3 separate regions of the Mus musculus genome follow, and regions 1 and 2 are each linked to region 3. Evidence: chromatin contacts called from public Hi-C and HiChIP or PLAC-seq data. All regions are on one chromosome and are shown on one strand. The core of a region is the stretch at or near the end of the contact, and the rest is flanking DNA. Distances in the headings are between cores, read along the strand shown. Region 1 holds the start of Cep250 (centrosomal protein 250). Region 2 overlaps Uqcc1 (ubiquinol-cytochrome c reductase complex assembly factor 1). Region 3 overlaps Gss (glutathione synthetase).

Region 1 (4,187 bases), core at 1,496-3,995, 370 kb after region 3:
TTTGCTGATGGATTTTCTGTTTTCATTTTTGACAGAATCTCGTGAACCCCAGGCTAGCCTTAAAACTCTTTACGTAGCCGAGAATACCTTTGAATTTCTGATATTCTTTTCTCCACCTCAAGTGCTGGGGTTATAGGCCTGTCCACCATGCTCAGATCTATCAGATCTAGGGCTTCACAGTGCTAGACAAACACAGGAACAACTGAGTGACACCCCGTACCCTACCCCTGTGATGGATTTTTATCTCAGTAACTTTTTTTAAAAAATGGTTTTAGAGCTTTATTGTAGAAGGCAGAGAGAAAGAGAGAAGGTAGAGAGAGAGAGAGAGAGAGAAAGAAAGAAAGAAAGAAAGAGAGAGAGAGAGAGAGAGAGGGAGGGAGGGAGGGAGGGAGGGAGGGAGAGAGAGAGAGAGAGAGAGAGAGAGAGAGAGAGAGAGAGAGAGAGAGAGAGAGAGAGAGGCTGGCCATGGCCATGTGGAAAGAAGGGGAGAGGGAGGGAGAGAAGGAGGGCTAGAAATGAGAGTAAGAAGGGTGAGAGCTTAAAGAGCAACTTTTTAAAAAAAAAACTATGAGGATGACTTGACTTATACAGTTCAATGGATACTTACTCAATGCCTATGAGACTATACATGAAGCATTCAGAATAACTCACTCTCACAAGTTTATGAAACTTAAATTTCAGAGAGGAAACATGTGAAAACAATAAGTCAGTAAATAAAAGGCAGAATTTCTATGAAAGAAACAAGAAACCATGATGGGAAAACATAGAGTAAGTTTTATTTCTCAAAAATTATCTTGTTGCCTGGCAGTGGTGTCTTTGCCTCTAATCCCAGCACTTTGGTGGAACAACCAGGGCTACACAGAGAAGCCCTATTTTGAAAAACCAACCAACCAACCAACTAACCCCAAAAACCTAAAACGTTTAAAAAGCTATAGGGTGTTTATCTCTGTTCCCTAGCTCTCTCCTCTCTTTCCCTTCTCCCTGCCCGCCAACCCCCAACCCCGTGTATAATTCAGAATGTTCTGGAACTCCTCCTGTAGACCAGGCTCTAACTCAGAGATCTGCCTGCCTCTGTTTCCCCAGGGCTGGGTGTAAAGGCGTGTGCCTCCACTGTTCAGCTGTCTGGCTCTCTCATGTTCACACCACCTCACACCACCTATACATTAATTAGTTCACTCAACACTTCTGGGCATCTGTTTTGTATCAGATGGCCTTGTACTGTGTGCTAGAGTCACAGATGCCCAAGAAGGACTCTGTCTCGTGTAGTTCCCATAGTGCATAATCATCTGGGGTATTTGCAAGAATGCAGATTCCTGGCTTCACCTTTGGTCTACTGAGTCTTCAGGAATTGAATCGAAGTGTCAAGTCCCACCTCGTGTCTTGGTATATACTGAGATGATTCATTTCTTTGTTTTTGCTTATTTGTTTGTTTTGTCTCTACTAAAATTATAACCAACTGGGAATCAAATAAAAATTTAATGCTGGCCTGGAGAGATGGCTCAGGGGTTATATAGCAGTGACTGCTTTTCCAGAGGTCCTGAGTTCAATTCTCAGCAACCTCATGGTGCTCACAACCATCTGTAATGGGATCGGACGCCCTCTTCTGGTGTGTCTGAAGACAGCTACAGTGTACTAATATAAATGAATAAAAAATTCACACACACACAAAAGAAAGAAAGAAAGAAAGAAAGAAAGAAAGAAAGAAAGAAAGAAAGAAAGAAAGAAAGAAAGAAAGAAAGAAGGGAGGGAGGGAGGGAGGAAGAAAGAAAGGAGGGAGGGAGGGAGGAAGAAAGAAAGAAAGAAGGGGAAGAAGGAAGGGAGGGAGGGAGGGAGGGAGGGAGGGAGGGAGGGAGGGAGGAAGGAAGGAAGGAAGGAAGGAAGGAAGAAAGAAAGAAAGAAAGAAAGAAAGAAAGAAAGAAAGAAAGAAAGAAAGAAAGAGAGAAAGAGAGAAAGAGAGAAAGAGAGAAAGAGAGAAAGAGAGAAAGAGAAAGAAAAGCCGGGCAGTGGTGGCGCACGCCTTTAATCCCAGCACTTGGGAGGCAGAGGCGGGCGGATCTCTGAGTTTGAGGCCAGCCTGGTCTACAGAGTGAGTTCCAGGACAGCCAGGGCTACACAGAGAAACCCTGACTCGAAAAACCAAAATAAATAAATAAATAAATGAAAAAAATCAATGCTAAGAAAATGCGTCAATAATGATTGTACAATATATTATCAAAATAACTCCCCGTTCCTAGCGGAACGCAGTCAAGTAGCGGTAGTCATAACCGGACAAAGTAGCCAACGACACAGTTGTTTGCGAATGTTCTGTTTCCTGGGGCTGCGTGGAGGATCAGTAAAGATCTAAAGCTGAGACATTCGTTTGCCCAGATTTAACTGGAGCTAGGTGCTTTCACCCAGTTACTGTACTTGGCTTTGTTGGTGAGACAGTGCGCAGGTGCACCGAGACCTTGGCTACACGCATGCGCAGTACTTAACTCTGAAGCCACAGGCGGGAGCTTACGGGCGAGTGTTTCTTCTCCACCTCAGAACGTTCAGTGCTAGAATTCAGAGACGGTGACTGTCTTTACTTTTGGAGAGCGACCTTGGTCTCACTATATCCCCCCCTTTCCTTTTGGGCTTCTCTAGTAAGTTGGCTGCCAGTACTTAATATGGCGAGAGGTTTGCAGCGGCGCACTCATTCCCGGCGCTCGGCTGGACTGGGCTGGGCGGTTCCCCACGAAAGGGCGGGAGTTTGACGGGCGGGGCCTGGCCTCCAGACTGAGGGCGGCCCCAGGCCGGGCCTGCAGGTTGCTGCAGCGGCCTCGGTAGCTGCGGAGCGCTTCGGGATCCCCGGGAACCGACTCTGGTGAGGTGGGCAGGGGCAGGCGGGAGGCGCTGAGCGTAACGGTCCGAGGTCCAGGGCCTGGGCGCCCGCGGGGATGTCGCCTGGACAGCGGCTTCCTGTATCCCGGGAGGCACCCCGGGCCCAGAGAGGGGCTGGGACCTGTCCCAGTGGTCGGGGCCTGCCTGCCTCAGTTTCCTGCTGCAGCCGCCGCCCAGAGAACCTCACACTCGGGTGGCCCACTGTCGTAGCCCGGAGCTGACGGGATGAGATGCTGCGCGCCCTGCGGATCACGCTCCGTGCACCCGGGAGTTTTGCAGCGCCCTGTGCTCATACGGCTTTGCATGTGATCTTCCCCTGAAAGTCCGCTCTCAGCCCACTGCCCCATTATCAGAACTTTGATTTTTCAGAACTCAAAGATCACTTCTTTAAAAATCTTTCTTGAGGCCTGCTCCAGGCTCAACTGATCAGATTCTTGCCTTTTGCGAACTTTGCCCAAGTCAGTGTTCTGCCACTCTTTCTTGTTCTGGGCTTGTTAGAAATCATGTCCTTTTTTTTCAACTCTTATGCCCTATGATGACTACTAGTAACTAAAAAAAAGTTACTGAATAGTCGAAAGATGACAGCTCTATTAAATGCATTACCTACAAAGGCCCCTTTAATCCATGCAGCGATCTATGGTGTGCGTTCTGTATATTCACGTTTTATGCACGAAGAAACAAGCACTTATAAATCAAGTTTCACAATGAGCTAGAACCCCCTACGAATATTATGACTTAACTAGATTGCCTTTAGTTTGCTGTTTATACGTTAGCCTGTAAGATATGGAGGTCAGGGTTGCAACTCACGTTTCAATAAAAGGGCTGCTTTTTTTTTTAACCCAGCGTCTTATGCAGCCAGTCAGTGTTGAGATTTCAGGCCTGTGAGTCTAGGCTGGGCCCTGAGAAAGCTTATGAAGTAGGATTGATAATATTACCAAATCGATAGTTTTCTTAACAAAAATCAAGGCCAGCTCTGCACTGTCTTACTGGTACATCTACACCCTGTGCTGCAGGAACATATTGTCACATTTTGCTCAAATTACCTCAGAAAGCTTCAGGTGTGGATGTCATTAATTCATTCCCCTTAGGAAATGCTCTGCAGTGCTGTGAGTTTTATATTTTTTGATTTTGGCAGCTAATGAAATGAGAATAGAATTTGGAATTGAATTAGACTTTGATTTCCGCTTTGCTACTAACCAGTTGCGCCTGGTGGACACGTGAAGGCTATAGAGGACGTTGTGGAGATGTCTTTAGCCTTCGTGTGGGTTAGAATCATTAGGCCAACTCCTTACCTGTGGAACCATGCTCCCATGTAAAAAATATTT
Region 2 (4,364 bases), core at 148-2,647, 310 kb after region 3:
CTCTTGCAGAGGACCGGGCTTCGACTCTCAGAGACTCTCAGAGCTCACTCAGGGGCTCACAATCACCTGTAACTCCTGTTCCAGGGATCCAATGTCCTCTGACCTCTGAGGGCACCAGGTACACAGGTGATGATATATACAGATGTGCACAGCTCCTCCCTACCCTATACCTAATTTTAAAAAAAAATCTAAAATCTAAATGAAAACAGCACACTGGAAGGGATTGATGCTTACGCTGACACGGGCTTACCTGTAAAACAAAAGCCACTCCTAGAAAGGAAGAAACCAAATTTTACTAAAGATAAAGATATAGCCTGGCATAATGTTGCAAGCCTGTGACTCCAGCACTGGCTGAGGCGAGGACACCATGAATTTGAGGGCAGCCCAGGATACACAGGGGAGACCCTGCCTCAGAAAGCACAAACGTAGATGAATCGCCCCTCGCCACCAGAAGATTGACAGAACAGATTAAAGCAACCAAGTGAGGCCCAAAGAGAAAGTAAAATTAATGAAACAAATTCAAAATGTCTCATCTAATGACTAGATGACCTAGGGTCTAAGACAAAGCTAACACAGGCCACACCCTCACTGTATGAGAAGAGTCAGTGCGAGCCAATTTGGAGAATACTGAAAATTACGTTTACACAAAACCAAACAGCTCAATACAATACGTAATTGGATTAATAATTAATCCTTAGACTAAGCACTCATGTTAACTGGTATTTTGTTTGTTTTTCCTTATTCTTTCTTTTAGAGGGGGTTGTGCGGCTCAGGCCCGTCTTGAACGCCTTGATCCTGCTGCTTCTGCTTCCAAAGAGCTGGGATTACAGCCCTGTACCACCACACCCTGGTCCTAGGTTAAATGTTGAAAAGGGCTCTTTGGGGGAGGGAAGGCTTACAGACTCAAACAAAAATGACCCTTACGAATGCAAAAATAAACATTAAAAAGAAAGTAACAATAAAATTCATGTATTAATTAATCACATGTTTAGCAAGTCTTCGTGAGCACCTACTCCAAATGCAGGCTGATCTGGGAGCTAGGCTGATCTGGGAGCTAGGCTGTGAGCTGGGCTGCGAGCTGCGCTGCTCTACAGCAAGCCGACACGCTCCTCCCACAGTTGCTGATGCTCTTAAACCTGCAATTTATTATTGAGGTTATAAGCCTCAGCACTATCCCTGTCTCTCAGTGATTCCAGGGCCTCATAAATAATCCTGATCTCTTTTACATATAAGGAAGGCGAAGAACCCAACTAGCAAAGTAAAGAAAAACAGGAGAGTTCAAGCCTTCCTCTGACGGCTCCCCAGTCTCTGTAGAAGGCCAGCCCAGAGACAGGCTCTACAGTAGAAGACCCGATGCATCGGTACCCGTCACCTGCCTCTATTTACACAACTGTTTATCCAGTCCAGCTCTCTGCCTTTCATGTGCTTACGTAACTTAAGGTCACACAGCGGAGAAGAGAGGAGCTGACACCAGCTGAGCTTTCCCCAGGCCAGTGTCTCTCACATCTCACACTATTCCTTCAATTCAGTGAGGCCCAGCTCAGCAGCCTCTTCCTGCGAGAGAGCGTCCCTGTCTGCAGTCAAAAGAGCAAGAGCCTCCTCTCTCTTCGAGCCAAGAAGAGCGGCCATGGCTCTTCCCAGCATCAGCCGAGAGGGTAGAATCCTGTGACTTAAGGCTGATCTCCTGCCACATCTTGGCAGCTCTGAACATCCTGTCTCACACAACCATGTTTGGAATTTGGCCTGGTTCGACCAAGTCTACTGTTGAGAGGATGTGATTCTGAACTCCATAACCAGTGGGCATGCGCACAGGTCTGCCACACTGACAGCTATAAACGAATCTCAAGTGGGATTTTTTTAGAGCTTGTTTGCCTTACTATGCCATCCACTGAGGCCACGAGAGAGATGCCAACGTGGCCACTCAGCCCCTTTGTTTGCTAAGGAGTGGTTTATATATTGGTGAGCTGGCACACTGACCCTTTCCTGGGGCTATGTGCATGGTTATCTATATCTAGTCTCCTAAACTTCGTCTCTAAGCTTTCTAGGGGGAGCACGGTAGCCACCAGATTCATCTGTGGCAAAAGAAAGCAAATCAAAATGCTTCCTGAAAGCACCTCACCTGACGTGAACTACCATAAGCTACATATGGCTCGAAACCAGATCCTTAAGATCAAGGTCTTGGCTGGCAAGTACCAGGGCACTGAAGGTCAAGTGTGCTGATGAAACGCTTGTGCGTGGGTCTTTGGTTTAAACAAAAAGGAACTCAACAACCTATGTGTGTAGATGTGTGAGCGCAGCCTCTGGCTGGGGGAAGGAGAAAGGAGCTGTACACAGCTCCAGGGCACACCATATATAGCAGGTCTGAAGCTGCTGGAGTCAGCAGGAGCCCAGATGCCCACAGCTACATCAAAACTGCAAGGGCGCTTTTAAAGCGGCCCTGGCAGATGCTGCCAACGCTTGCCAGGCCAGTTCCCTAGCTGGACTGGGATGTGGATGGTATGTTTTCCAAACCCTTTCTAGTCCATACCTTACTTCCTTTTCTTCTTTATAAGAGTCTTACCTGGCTCCCCTAATGTTCACTCTCCATCTTGCTTTGGCACTTAAAACATCTTTACAAGTTACTTCTGACTCTCCTAACAGTTCAGGCCCATCCTCTGGCTCTGGGCCCCTGAAATCAAGGATTGCAGTTCCTAAGCACCTACTGTCTCCAGGGCTTTCTGGGACACAGTGAATGCCAAGAAAAGCAGCGTTCACTGTAGAGCTAGTCGTGGAAAAGTCATTTCTGTCATTATTTGTATTCAGAAAAAGAGACCCCTGTCCCTTGGTCACCAAGAAGAAACACTAGGGCATTCCCGTTCACAGAGTCAGCTTTGGGTTTGTCTCAGATTCTTCATTGTTATGTGGGACATAAAGTGACTTGTGACAAATGTCATCAGATCACCAGAACCATCCCTCCTCGTGTAAACAAGGGAACTGAAGTAGAGACGTGGCTTTGAAAACTGCCTTCTGGGTTTCCAGGAAGCGGCTTCAGGGTCCTTTTGTGCATGTGTGCTACACACATAAGAAGTAGTTACGTCATTTCCACGCCTTCACTCCAAGCACCAACCTTTTTACCACTTACAATGTGGCTGGGATAAGATTTACTCTGTGCAGAGCTCAGCATTGAAGTGCGCATATCGATTCTGCAGGGGACCTGGCTTCCAGAATTTCAAAAACTTTCACAGTGAAACAACAAATGAGAGCATTTATAACTTGACTGTAATTTAAACATTACAAAATGATGGGGGGGGGGCAGAGAGAGAGAGGCTGAGACTTAAAGAGATGGCTCATATATAAATAATAATTTTTCCTCTTTTTAACCTTTTTATTGGATATTTTATTTATTTACATTTCAAATGTTATCCCCTTTCCTGATTCACCCCCCCCCAGAAACTCCCTATCCCATCTCCCCTCCTCCTGCTTCTATGAGGGTGTGCCCCCATCCACCCACCCACCCACACCTGCCTCCCTGCCCTTGAATTCCTCTACACTAGGGCATCGGCCTTCACGGGACCAAGGGCCTCTTCTCCCATTGATGTCCAACAAGGCCATCCTCTGCTATATGTATGGCTGGAGCCATGGGTCACTCCATGTGTACTCCTTGATCCTAGTTTAGTCCCTGGGAGCTCTGGTTGGTTGATATTGCTGTTCTTCCTATGGGGCTATAAACCCCTGCAGCTCTATGATTATTGCTTGGTTTTTGTTTTGTTGTTTAAGACAGGGTTTCTCTCTGTAGCCCTGGCTGTCCTGGAGCTCACTCAAACTCAGAGACCCTCCTGCCTCTGCCTCCTGAGCGCTGGGATTAAAGGCCTGCGCCACCGCCACCACCACCATCACCACGCAGCTGAGTTGTTCAATCTTTATTAAGGCAGAGTGATGAAGCAGGCCACCTGACACCCTTCTTTGGCCTCTGCACACAAAAGCCACATGCAGACAGACACATGTCCAAACACAAATCATGCAATGCACATATGTAGGTATCAAAATATTGCACAGCCCCCACTGACATGTATAATTTTTATGTTTTTATATATCCACTTTTTAAACTTAAAATTGTTTAAACCTACCAAAGAGTCACAGAAGAACGGCTTTCAGATGGGAGGGGAAGGCTTTATAATGAACATAATGCTTTAATTACATACTGAGGGAAACCAAGAGTTGTCCAGTAGTGAGTAGGGTAAAGGCCACGGCACTGCACGATGGCAGAGACAAGAGCAGTCAAGGTACAGGCGGCTTCTTCTAGGACGTGAATGGCATGCTCAGAAACTTGAGAGCAAAGGAGGAAATCAGGGACTGGGGGTTGCACTCTGGTGAAATCAATTTGG
Region 3 (4,085 bases), core at 29-2,528:
GTGAGGTGGGGGACAAGCAACTCCCAGATCACATGATGTTTGTCAGTTTGAAGACAGGGTCTCACATAGAGGAGGCTGGCCTCGCTGTAGGCTAGGCTGAGCTTAAGCCTCTTTTTAAAAAATATTGTATTATATTATATTATATTATGTGTATGTGTTCCATAGCTTTATAGCATGCATATGAAATGAAGTTCAAAGGACAATGTGTGGGAACTGAGTCTTTCCTTCGACCACTAGGTTATGGAATCAAACTCAGGTCCTTAAAGTTCAGCGGCAGGTGCCTTTGCCCACAGAGCCATCTAGTGGTCCAGTCTAGAACTTCTGCTCCTCCTGACTCCATTTCCCAAGTGCTGGAATTACAGGCCTGAGCTACCACACCTTCCCAGTTTGATTTGCATAGATAAACTGAGTAACTTTTTATTGTTGTTGTTATATTTATTATATTATTTGCATGTGTGTATGGTGTATATACTTGGCAGTGTGGGCAAGTGCATGTATACTGAGAGTTGGGTGTCTTGCCCTCTCCACCTTCATTTTTTGAGACAAGGTCTTTCACTAAACCTGAAAGTCACAGACTGGACAGGCTGGCTAGCCAGTGAACTCCACAGATCTGGGGTTGCAGGTGTCTACTACTGTGCCAGGGATGGATTCTGGGGTCTGAACTCAGGTTCTCATGCTTGCTCATGGGTACTTCAAAAAATGACCCAACCTCCCCAGACCCTACTGTTTTAGTGTTGGTCCGGCCTTTTTTAAAAGAAAAAAAAAAATGCTGGTATGAAGATGGCTCAGTAGTCAAGAGCACCAGTTGCTCTTACAGAGGCCCTCAGTTCAACTCCCAACACCCACATGGCAGCTTCCAACCGCCTGTAAGTAGAGTTCCAGAGGACCTGAAGTTTCTTCTGGCATCTGTAGGTAGTGCACATACATACACTTGGGCACACACATAAACACATAAAATAAGAATAAATATTTAAAAATAGAAATGCTGCTAACTTTTTTTTTCTTGAAAAAGGGAAGAAGACAACACTAACAAAAATGTAAAGATGGCTTGCCTCCGAGGGAAACGGCGGCTGGGGGAAGGAGTCTTACTCTACACTGGATATGCTTTTGGACAGTTCACCTAGCTCATGTGTTAGCAGTTCAAAATGAAGTCCCTGTCTAACGCTGCAGGTGTCAAATCTTAAACCCTCACGGGGCTGATCTGCTGCATCGATCTACAGGGTGAAGGTCACAGTCCCCTCTGCCCAGAATCAAAAGGTCAGATGGGCTGTCTGACTTCACCTGAGTCCACCCATTGACCAGCCCTGCCTTTCAGCTGCATTCTTTGAACATTTTTGCCCTCTCCGTACTTTGGGGGTGTCCCCCATTTGTCTTTTTAGCTCAGTCTGTCTATCATTCACCATTTTACCTCTGATCAAAATGAATCGCTACTTCTATCGGGTGTCCCAAGAAAGACCGGCAGGGTGGGAATGTGCAGAGCCTGCCTTGAGAGCCTAACTCCGTGGGATTAGAGTCCGGCTCTGCCAATCTTCCCACGACCTCAGTGACCTCAGTCGGGTTACTTAACTTCTCCGAGCTGAGATTTCCTCATCTCTGTGGCTGTGAAGGTTAAATGAGTCAGCAGTTCCAAAGTAATTAGAATAAAGCCCGACACACAATGAGTGTTCAATAAATGACAGTTAACTGCACACTGCATGCTGCCTGCGCCTCCCAGTCCAATGACATTCCTTAAATTTATTCTCTGTTACAGACTCCAACTAAACCCACACTCCAAAGGTGAGAGCCTCTGGCTGAGAGCCATGTCAAGACCGCCCTGGCATAGAGCAGGGTGTGGTTCGGAATAAATTCACGGGGCGGGGGGGGGGGCGCAGAGAAAGGGAGGGCTAGAAAGAAAAGAAAAAAAGGGGAGAAAGAAGTGGGATTGGGAATGAAAAGAAGCAGCAAAATACAGCAAGGCTGATCTAGTAAGCGCCTTTGCACACAAAGAGGGAGAAAGGGCTGACTGCAGAGGTATACAAGACAGCAAGCACAGCCACTCAGAGACGAGACAGGAGAGTAGGAAAGTATCTCAGGATGTTGTCAAGCTGGTCTCAAATTCATGCTTTTAAGCAATCCTCCTGCCTCATAAGTGCGACTGAGCCCAGGAGAAGGAGTATGATACAGAGAAACCCTGTCTCAAAATGCCAAAGTGTGTGTGTGTACGCACTCGCACACACACCTTTGATGTACCAATGAGTGTTTAATCTTTGTATCATAAAACAATACTATTGAGTGTTACCATTAGGGGAAAGTATGCCTAAGAGTAAGTAGAATAAGCAACTAAATGAGAACTGAAATTTGGCCTTTATTTTTTTCCTCCTCCTCCTCCTTCTCCTTCAGATTTATTGACTTTATAACTTTATATATGCGAGTACACTATTGTTCTCTTAGACACACCAGAAGGGGGCATCAGATCCCATTACAGATGGATGTGAGCCACCATGTGGTTGCTGGGAATTGAACTCAGGACCTCTGGAAGAGCAGTCAGTGCTCTTAACCACTGAACTATCTCTCCAGTCCCTGGCCTTTACTTTTCAACATTTAATTTGTTAAATTCCTTGGCAATAAAAAACAAAAACAGAAACAAAAAACATTAGACAAAGGAAGCTAACCCTCACATAAGGTTAATTCCTTAAATAGATTGCTAAACAAAAATTTAAAACACATGACAGAATAATATGTATGTTTCAACTTGGATTTGTTGTTGTTTTTCGAGCCCTGGCTGTCCTGAAATTTACTCTGTAGACCAGGCTGGCCTCCAACTCAGAGATCCACCTGCCTCTGCCCTCTAAGTGCTGGGATTAAAGTGCACGAGCCACTGTGCCTGACTCAACTTGGATTTTAAATTATAGATGTGTGTGAGAGAGTATGTGTTATCCCAAGCCAAGACAGACCTGCTGATGAACACTTAGTAGGAAAAAACAGAAGGAGCGCCCTGAGTTCAAGGCCCCTTTCATGTACACAGTGAGGGTTAGACTAACTAGGGCTCCATGCTAAGACTCTATTTCCAAAACAAACAGAAAAGCAACTACAGAGAAGACAGCATGATTCACAATTCAGGGTGCTTAGTGTATGTGGGTTCCCTGGTCAAAGCACTTCTTGGGAGTTATCTCCTAATTATCCTACTGAGTCAACTATATAGTCTTACTGTGTCTACATACTGGAAGAAAGTACACCTTACGGAAATTAAGTAGCTGCCTAAATTACACTTCAAACCACAGATTTTAGTGTGATTACTCCAGCATGCTGCTTTTTACTTTTAGAAATCAATTTTAGTTATTGAATAAAATAAAGAGACAGTCTTTGACCCAAAGGAGCCACCCTCTTTGTGGAGGGTGGGCTCAGAGGACCATGATGAAGCTTACGTCGGAGGAGCTGGGATGCTGTGCGGACCTCAGCAACACGCCCTCGGCCAGGGCCCTGTCTATGGCCTGCTTTGCCAGTTCTTCGAGCTGCTTCTCATCCTGCAAGATGCTGCCCCAGCTGGTAGCCATCCCAACCTGTGACAGACAAGAGGACTTGGTGACAGAAGGCCTGGGACGCAGCAGCCACCCAAATGTGGCTACTTCCAACATTGTGAGACCTGCCCAGTTAGTTACCACGGAGGGGCAACTGTGGGAGGAGGCAAACTGCTTCCACTCCCTCCGTGGGCATAAATCAAGTGACAAAATGCTTCCATGGCTACTCATTCTCTTTGGATGCTCAAAACAGCAATGGCATTACTCTCACAGCGAGGAGACAAAGGTTCAGAGAAGTGAAATGACTTGTCTAGACAATGGTGTTTGAGTCCAGGACTCTGGGCTTCTGGTCTAAAACGTCTCAATGGAGAAAAGAGGCGCTAATGCCACATGTGACTGGAATAAGTGACTTCCCCTCCCAGAACCGCAGATCCCTACCTGTGAAGTAAGTGGAGAGGGTTAAATCAGATGTTTCCAAACCTGGCTTAATATTCTGGGTGTTTGGGGAAAAAAAAATACATATTACCGATCCCCACCCCAGAGATTATGATTGAAGGGGGCGCAATGGGTGGAAGGGATTGACACTAC

Evidence for each region. Hi-C and Micro-C count contacts between places; a contact is called where the count stands out from the background. HiChIP or PLAC-seq counts read pairs in DNA pulled down with a chosen protein or histone mark.
Region 1: an H3K4me3 HiChIP or PLAC-seq map of bone marrow-derived macrophages shows a contact between it and region 3, with 3 times the contacts expected there. The contact joins the promoter of Cep250 here to the enhancer-like site in region 3. A contact is called at or near these places in 1 of 484 Hi-C or Micro-C datasets (muscle stem cells) and 5 of 115 datasets of contacts at active chromatin or transcription factors (bone marrow-derived macrophages, embryonic stem cells, memory CD8 T cells and 2 more).
Region 2: a Hi-C map of liver shows a contact between it and region 3, with 2.1 times the contacts expected there. The contact joins two enhancer-like sites. A contact is called at or near these places in 1 of 484 Hi-C or Micro-C datasets (liver) and 2 of 9 other capture datasets (adipose tissue and pancreatic islet).

What each region holds. Positions count from the first base shown.
Region 1 is chr2:155,953,813-155,957,999 of GRCm38.p6, forward strand. Cep250 (centrosomal protein 250) reads left to right here and starts at 2,746. Exons shown (of 33, transcript NM_001130000.1): 1 at 2,746-2,845.
Region 2 is chr2:155,893,799-155,898,162 of GRCm38.p6, forward strand. The region is part of intron 6 of Uqcc1 (ubiquinol-cytochrome c reductase complex assembly factor 1); the gene reads right to left. Among named protein-coding and RNA genes, the nearest start is that of Uqcc1, 34 kb to the right of the region's middle. Within about 2 kb of position 1,398, at least 39 of the 459 cell types and tissues checked have an H3K27ac peak or open chromatin away from gene starts, as enhancers often do. A contact at or near this core is called in liver, where this site is marked.
Region 3 is chr2:155,584,038-155,588,122 of GRCm38.p6, forward strand. It overlaps Gss (glutathione synthetase), which reads right to left. Exons shown (of 13, transcript NM_008180.2): 2 at 3,405-3,539. The coding sequence starts at 3,533. The region is part of intron 3 of Gssos2 (a long non-coding RNA gene); the gene reads left to right. Among named protein-coding and RNA genes, the nearest start is that of Gss, 6.7 kb to the right of the region's middle. Within about 2 kb of position 1,279, at least 42 of the 459 cell types and tissues checked have an H3K27ac peak or open chromatin away from gene starts, as enhancers often do. A contact at or near this core is called in bone marrow-derived macrophages, embryonic stem cells, liver and 1 more, where this site is marked.